Linked DNA regions of Mus musculus: region 2 is linked to region 1. A link is a contact called in public ChIA-PET data. All regions are on one chromosome and are shown on one strand. The core of a region is the stretch at or near the end of the contact, and the rest is flanking DNA. Distances in the headings are between cores, read along the strand shown. Region 1 holds the start of Kcnn4 (potassium intermediate/small conductance calcium-activated channel, subfamily N, member 4). Region 2 holds the start of Zfp61 (zinc finger protein 61).

The links. ChIA-PET counts read pairs in DNA pulled down with a chosen protein or histone mark.
Region 2: a contact with region 1 is called in an RNA polymerase II ChIA-PET map of effector CD8 T cells, with 15 read pairs. The contact joins the promoter of Zfp61 here to the promoter of Kcnn4 in region 1. A contact is called at or near these places in 7 of 39 promoter capture datasets (the C10 cell line, cranial neural crest, embryonic stem cells and 2 more), 1 of 15 datasets of contacts at CTCF or cohesin (CD8 T cells), 2 of 484 Hi-C or Micro-C datasets (germinal center B cells and morula), 2 of 115 datasets of contacts at active chromatin or transcription factors (the SCID.adh cell line and effector CD8 T cells) and 3 of 9 other capture datasets (adipose tissue, liver and pancreatic islet).

Annotation. Positions count from the first base shown.
Region 1 is chr7:24,368,492-24,372,569 of GRCm38.p6, reverse strand. It overlaps Kcnn4 (potassium intermediate/small conductance calcium-activated channel, subfamily N, member 4), which reads right to left and starts at 2,307. Exons shown (of 9, transcript NM_008433.4): 1 at 1,975-2,307. The coding sequence starts at 2,133.
Region 2 is chr7:24,297,605-24,301,682 of GRCm38.p6, reverse strand. It overlaps Zfp61 (zinc finger protein 61), which reads left to right and starts at 2,134. Exons shown (of 7, transcript NM_009561.2): 1 at 2,134-2,490; 2 at 3,308-3,409; 3 at 3,945-4,078.

The DNA.
Region 1 (4,078 bases), core at 1,058-3,557:
CGTGGGAGCGCCGGGCAGGCCCCAGCCATGTTTCCTGTTGGCATGGCTCTGGACGGCCCCACCCCCTCGCAGTAGCTGCCCTCTCCTTGGCCACTTGGCTGAAGGAAGCTGGCCTGCCCTGACCCTCCATGTGCCTGCCAGTCTGTTACTCCACAGCGGCTGAGCACCGGGGCCGAGAAGTTCTCCCAAAGAATGTCCCACCTGCGGGCACGCAAACACACACACACACACACACACACACACACACACACACACACACACACACACACCACACACACACACACACACACACACACACACACACACACACACACACACATCTCCTGTCCCAACTTTTCTGTTGAACAAGCAAGTGTGCTGCCCCCTCAAACCACACACCCAACCTTGCCCTCCATCTCTCTTCTGCCACAAGTCTGACCAGGGTGGGAATATCCCCAGGGCTTGTTAAGACCTGCCTGTACTCCCTGGTCTTCCAGAGGTCGATTGATAGCTCTCTTGTGTGTGTTCTCTCCGTCCCCCACCTTGTTTGGATTTATTTCAGTTTTTGAGATAAGGTCTGTGTAGCCCAGGCTAGCCTCCAACTCAGTATGTAGCTTAGGCTGGGCTTAACCTTCTGATTCTCTTGCCTGCCGCCCCCCCCCAGCCTCCCTCCCCTGACTTCTCTAGTGCTTGGATCCATTGCCTGGTGAGATTTTTTGAGGCTCTTCCTGCAGACTCTTGAGCCTGAACCCCAAGTCTCCTCTTCCACAGGGATGAAGGATTTCAAACCACAGTAGACCACTATCTGGTGAGTGGTGCCTTCTGGGGGTAATGGCACTTCTGTATGGTAAGGGTGGGGTGAAGGCTCCACTCCCCACAGTCTCCTCTGTCAGTTACTTCAGAGCACTGCCTGGTGGCACTGGGTAAATGGCAGTGGCTAGATAAGGAGCAAGGAGACGCCTAATGACAACGTCTTTCTCCCTTGCCAGCCCTCCCTTCACCAGAGCTAGGCTATCAAGGATCAGCCTTGTATGGGCCTCAACAAGGCCCAGACCCCCAGTGGTCTGTCTGATAACACTTACCCAAAGGCTAACACTGAGAACTGTCTCCCATGTGTGCGTACGTGTGTGTGCGTGTGTGTGTGTGTGTGTGTGTGTGTGTGTGTGTGTGTGTAGGTTGGGGGGAGCTGGGGGGAGGACGATATCACACTAGCTCAGGTTTCAGGGGTACAGACCCCCCATCTACCTCCATCACATCCAGGGGTCCAGACCCAGCCTTCTTCTCTTAGACCTTAAGAAGTGTAAGACCTCAGTTCTCCTCCCTTAGACCCAGGAGTCCAGACCAGCTCTCTTCTCCCACACCCAGGGGTGCAGACCCCAACCTTTCTCCCTCACACCCCAGCTCTCCTCTCTTCTTCACACCCCGGGGTGGAAGATGCCAGCCTTCCTCCCTCATGCCCAGGAGTATAAGATCTCCTAGCTTTGCTCTCTAACACTCAGGGGTGTAAGACCCCAGTCCCCTTCCCTCACACTCAGGGGTGCAGACTCCAGCTCTCTTCCCTCAGATCCAGGGGATCAGACCCCAGCCCTCCTCCCTCAGACCCAGGGGTCCAGACCCTAGCCCTCCTCCCTCAGACCCAGGGGATCAGACCCCAGCCCTCCTCCCTCAGACCCAGGGGTCCAGACCCCAGCCCTCCTCCCTCACACCCAGGGGTGCAGACCCCAGCCCTCCTCCCTCACACCCAGGGGTGCAGACCCCAGCTCTCTTCCCTCAGACCCAGGGGTGCAGACCCCAGCCCTCTTCCCTCAGACCCAGGGGTGCAGACCCCAGCCCTCCTCCCTCACACCCAGGGGTGCAGACCCCAGCTCTCTTCCCTCAGACCCAGGGGTGCAGACCCCAGCCCTCCTCCCTCAGACCCAGGGGTGCAGACCCCAGCCCTCCTCCCTCACACCAGGCTCCCCGTCCCTTCCCTGCTCGGTGGAAGGCCCCACTCACCTTGCAGCCCAGGAACCACAACATCTCAGCGTGCAGAACCATGAGTCCGATGCCAGTTCCCGCCAGCACCAACGCCCAGCCGGCCACCCTCTTCTCCTGCTCCAGCAGGCGCTTTCTCCGTCTCAGGGCCCCCAGGCCAGTCACCAGCTCCCCGCCCATGGCCCCTGAGGTCTTGGGGCTCAGCCAGCTTCCTGCCCAGGGTCCCCCACCTCTCAGTACGCAAATGGCAGCCAGCTTGGCTTCCAGGCCAGCGGCCTGTTCTGCTCACTCTGGGACTTTTGCTGGAAGGCACAGCCTAGCCCTGTGCCCTCTGGGGAGTGGTAACTGCAGCAGGCAGGGCAGGGCGGGGAGGGACGGGGAGGTCCCTGGGTAGGGGGAGGCTGGCTATCCCATTCCCTTCTAAGACTAAGGAGGGGCTGGGGTGTGTCTTGTGGTCCCGGGCAAGGAAGAAGAGTTCATCCACGTGGGCAAAGACACACTGACACAATAGGTTGTGACTCTCCAACCGTTTGCACTCTGTGGTACACACCTAAAACCCCCACCACACCCAGACACCACAGAGCACCCTATGACAGACCGGAGACGGAGCCCAACACACCAGCACACACCACACAACCTCCACAGAAGTGACTCACACTCCTGAAAGTTCAGAAACCCACAGCCACACCCAGACACCACACACACACATGGTGTGACACACGCCAGCACTTAGCAGGGCAGCAGCGTCCCATTGCACACGGGGCCACCCAAAGGTTGAGCTCACGCAGTCACACATTCAAAGTGGGGCGGGGGAGGGGCTGGAAAGTCAGGCACAGCGAGTGAAAGTGAGCGCTCCTCTCCAGAGGAGTATAACTTCCGTTTCTAGCACCTACTTGCTGGGTGGGTGGCTTGAAACCACCTGTAACTTCAACTCCAGGAGATGACGCCCTTTTCCTGGTTTTTGGGAGCCCCTGACACATGTGGCTGATATTCACATACATGCATGCGCATAAAAAAAAATAAATCTTAAATGATAATTTTTAAGTGGGACCAGGGATGGAGTGCAGCTGTTAGTGGGCTCCTTTGAATCACAGACTCTCTGAGGTAGATCCCAGCATGGCATAAAGTGGGCAATGGTGCATGCCTGACTCTTGGTACTAGGAAACTGGGGCCAGGAGGATCAGCAGGTCTCAATCATTGTCAACTATGAGTTCAAGGTCTGCCTGGGCCACATGAGACCCTGTTTCCAAAACCAAAACCAAGTAAAACACTATAATATTCTACGATACAAAGAGCTAAGCATCAACGACCACACGGGACATGTACCAGGAGCCACACAAATACACAGCAGGTCTGAGCACACCAATTTGTAAGAATCACCAGGCACAACACACATGCGTCAACAGACACACAAGGGGGTGTGAATGTGAAACACAGAGAGATGCCCCATATGTGTAAACACCTGTGGTGGCAGACACTGTCATCCAGCGCCCAGAAAACAGGAAATGCACACTAGCTCACATCATTGTGTGTGGGACTCACACACACACACACACACACACACACCTGACATTGATCCTGACATACACTGGTGCACTTGACACTCTGCATACCTTAGCACAGAGAACAGTCAATGGAAGTGTGCAAGCAACGCCTACCCAGCGTTGGACATTCTAGGACATTCTAGCCACACAGGACACAGTCCAGGATGATATGAACCCTTTGGAGGGGATGGGGTTGGATTCGGACCCACAAGAACACCAACGTCCAGATTAGCACACCATCAATCCAACATCACGCACAATACACATACCCGTTATACTCCCATGTGCATGGCCACACAAACACCACACTCAGGGAAGAGAAAGGCCCTCAGCGTGGGCATATATCCTGATATAAGTAACAGAGCTATTTCACTGAGTCAGACTGGGTGTTACATGCACATTTACACACACACACACACACACACACACACACACACACACACACGCCACGAATGCATGCTCAAGCACAAATAAGACTAAAATAAAACAAGTAGTTAAAAAAAAAAAACCGTAGGTGCACAGGCACATACCTGCAACCCCAGCCCTGAGTGGGGAGATGATGTAGTCAGATGGGTGGAGCC
Region 2 (4,078 bases), core at 885-3,384, 71 kb after region 1:
AAATTTTTATTCAGTCTGCCAGCTGCAGTGGATGCAAAGCATGGAGTTTCCTGAAGAGGCTAAAGGAGGAAACAACATTTAATTCATATATGGTCTCAGAAAAATTTCCAAAAGAGGGCTGGAGAGATAGATGGCTCAGTGGTTAAGAGCACTGGCTGCTCTTCCAGAGGTCCTGAGTTCAATTCCCAGCAACCACACGGTGGCTCATAACCACCTGTAATGGGATCCGGTGCCCTCTTCTGGTGTGTCTGAAGACAGCTACAGCGACAGTGTACTCACATACATAAAATAAGTAAATCTTTAAAAAAATTCCAAAAGAATTAGAAAGCAAGAAAAAGGAATTGCATATTTAAAATAATCAATCTATTTTTATGCCAAAAGTGGTTTCTGAGTCAGCTATGGGCCACAGTAACTATCTCCAACTTGAGTCTAAAGTCAGTGAAATAAACACGGAGCTCAGTTGATTGAAAAGAAAATGATGAGAAACAAGCTAATGAAATAAAGGCAAGCTCTCACTGTATAGGCAACAGCTTCCATCATTTCTTGTAAAGAAGCAGGGACTGAGAAACTTCAGGAGACCAAGGAGAACAAAGCCAGTTTTGGCGGAGAAGGGGCCGGGGGCGGGGCCGGGGCGGAGCTAGTAGAAGCGAAGGGGCGGGGTAGAGGAGAAGGCAGTAGGGACAGAAGGAACTCTGAGACAGCTGAGCCAGGAGAAGCTGAGCTGAGTAGACAGGCAGAGCCGATGTTATAGCTTGGAGCGGTTAGAATGGGGAAAGCCGGAGAAGGACTGTTTACGCTGTTGGAAAACTGAGGGAGGAGTGGCCGGGAGAAATGTTTGAAGGGGCCTGGGCTGGAAACTGGAAGGAGGGAGTTAAGAGAATGGGTTATGCTGTGAAACAGCCAGCCATTTACATCTAGAATTACTACTACGTTGATCAATGGTAATATATTTAACTTTTCTAAGAGCAACTTTAAAAAATACACAGCTGTCCGCTTTGTATTCTTGCCATCAACATGCGATAGTTCAGTTCTCACATGTTATCATTTTCCCCCCACAAGGTAATTTGCCTATATCCATTTCTTTAAAAAAAATTCTAAAGATAAACATGTCCATGTTTGCTACTCTTATTTCTATTGAAATTGCTGAACCATGTTTGAATCTTCACTCCTTTTAAAAAGTTGGCTCTTGTGCTGGGGTTTATGAGTTTTCAAGGGCTGGCAAGGTGGCTCAGCAGGTAAACACTCCTGTTGCCCAGCCTGACAACCTGAGTTGGGTCCCCTGCACCCACATAGTGACTGCAAGGAGATTTACTCCTGTACGCTGTCCTATGACTTCCTCATTTGCGCTGTAACTGTGAGACCCCGAGCGTTCCCCCAAGCCCGTTTTCCCCGATCTCTGGGGATACAGCCAGAAAGAAGCTCTTTGTTCTCTATAGCCAGCAAAAAGCTTTTTTTTTTTTTTTTTTTTTTTTTTTCTGTGCCTTACAACCAGAGATGCGATAATTGTAGGAAGACCTAGCCAGGCCCTTGCTTGGCTCCCTGTGCCAAGGACACGGAGATAGACACAGGAGAGGAGCTATAGCTCACTCCCCCACCTCGCCAGAGAAGAACTGTTGCCAACTCTCCTCCCAACTCCTCCCAATTCCTCACTTTTCCTTTAAAAGACCCCCCCCCTACTGTTACCTCTGGGGGCCGAACTCCCCTGCCCTGCGCGGTCCTCAGCTAGCTGACAATAAAGCCTCTTGTGGTTTTGCATCAGGTGTGGTTTTATTGGGGTGCCAGCTCATCCCGGGACTTGAGCGGAGGTCTCCCCAGTTTCGGGGGTCTCACATAACATGCACGCACGCTCCCCACGCATGCATGAACACACCAATAAATGATTTATTTTATTTATTTATTTATTTTAGTATTTTGGAAAGTTTATTTATTCACTCACTTATTTATTTATTTATTTATTTATTTATGGATGTTTTCTCTGCATGTTTTGTCTGTGTACCTTGTACATGCAGTGCTCGAGGACGCCACGAGAGAGCGACGGGTCCTCCGGAGCTGGAGCAACTACGGTTTTGAGCTCCGCAGTTAGTAGCGCTCTCCGCACCACGTCATCTCTCCAGCGCCAAAGCCTATACGTCCTAAGGCAGACATCCTCCAATGTAAAGACGTTGCTGTCCAAGACTTTCTTAGGGAGTATGGGAAATGAAAAACAACAGGGAAATCCAATACGGGAGGATGGTGCTCCTCCCCTAGCTTCGGGACCGGCCACCCGCGCCTCTGCATCCTCACTTCCGTTACCACTGAGGGAGCCGAGCGTCACGCACGGTTTCTCCACGCGGAATTCTGGGAACTCGTCGGCTTCAGGCTAGCCTGTAGCCATCTGTCCCCCTGGATTTGAGTTATTTTAGCCAGGAACCTCCAGAATGACCCGCTAGATGCTTCTGAGATCGACAGCAATTGCGTCTCGGGTGAAAAGGAAGGAGCGAGGTTTGAAAGGTAAGGAGCAGCGGCGAGCTCCGGAGGGAGCGTCCTGGTGCCTGCAGGCCCTCGGCGCGAGCGGCTTCTGCAGTGCCCCCGCCCCGCCCCGTCCCCGCAGCCCCCTCTCCCTGCCTGCAGCCCTCTCTCTCCCATTCCGCAGCTCCCCTCCCCTCCTGCCCGCAGCCCTCTCCTGCCTTCAATCTCCTTCTCTGGTCCTGCAGCCCTTTCTTGCAACCCACTCTCCCTGCCCTCAGACCCCCTCTTCCGGCCCGCAGCAGCCCTCCCGCCTGCAGCAGCCCTCCCCTTCTGCAGTTTCCCTCTCCCCTCGTTACCCCCCTCCCTCCCTGCAGCCCTCTTTTCCTCTCTGAAGCCCCCTCTCCCTTCCTGTAGTCCCCCTCACTCCTGCAGCCACCTCCCTCCTGCAGCCCCCCTCTCCGCCTGCGGCCACCGCTCCCCTTCTGCAGCTCCCTCCCTGCTCCCGCGGCGCCCACCTTCTCCACCCCCTAGTCGGCTCTGCTTCTGCCCCTGCCGCACTAGCAGATCTCTCTGTGCATATCTTGGGTGTTCTGCAAAAGACAGACATTAGACCTTCCTAGTAGCATACTTGGAGAGAAAAAAAAAAAAAAAAGGATGGTGAAACACTCAAAACTGCCTGGCATGCAGGTCTCATGGAGAGACCATAGTAATACTTCATCCAGTTCTTGGCCGTCACAGTTGTGACCCATCTATGACCTTTAGAGGAAGGAGCTGGCTGCTTGCAGCAGGTACTGGGGCAGGAACTGTGAGATGTAATGTAGGGAATTTTATAATTTTACAATTTTTGGTTTCCCTGCAGCCCTGACTTCCCAAAAAGCAGTGCTGGAAGCCATAAGTGACTAAGATTGGCTGACGCTGGAGGATGTGTGGGTCGTACACCTGGGATTAACTTTTATTAGAGGTGAGTCTATACAGAGTGTTGTGCCCAGATGGCAGAAACCCCGAAGAGACCACCAGGCACCACAACTCGGAAGCAAGCACACGAACATCCTTGTCCTACTTTGAACTTGGGCCACAGACCTTCCCGATGGGACAGGAAGGAGAGTGACCCCCAGCACTAGGTGAAGGGATGGATAAAGGAAAAAAAAAAAACCCACAAGCGGGGGTTTCTAAGCCTTGGCACTGCATGAGAGGGTAAAAGAGTTTTCTTTCCAAGAACCCAAGGGTGGGGGCCATATCCCAGGCTAGCCTCTGACAATAGGCTGTTCAAACCCACATTTTACTGGTCCAAGCTCCCAGAGGAAGCCAGCCAGTATCATGAATATAGGTTAGCACTGGCTTGCAGGGATCTTGAGAGCGGGCTTTGTACATTTATTGAGACCTGTGTGTGTGTACGTGTGTGTGTACATGTGTGTGTGTGTACATGTATGGACGCCGGATGTCAACCTCGGGTTCCCAGGAACCATCCACTGTTTTTCTGTTTAATATTTATGTAGGGGTGGAAAACGTGAGTTGCGGTGTGGGTGTGGCGATTAGAAGACCACGCTGGGGAGATGCTGCCCATCTACCATCCTGTGTATCCTGAGGACCAAACTCGGGCTTGGTGGTAAAAGCTTTTATCCACCAAATC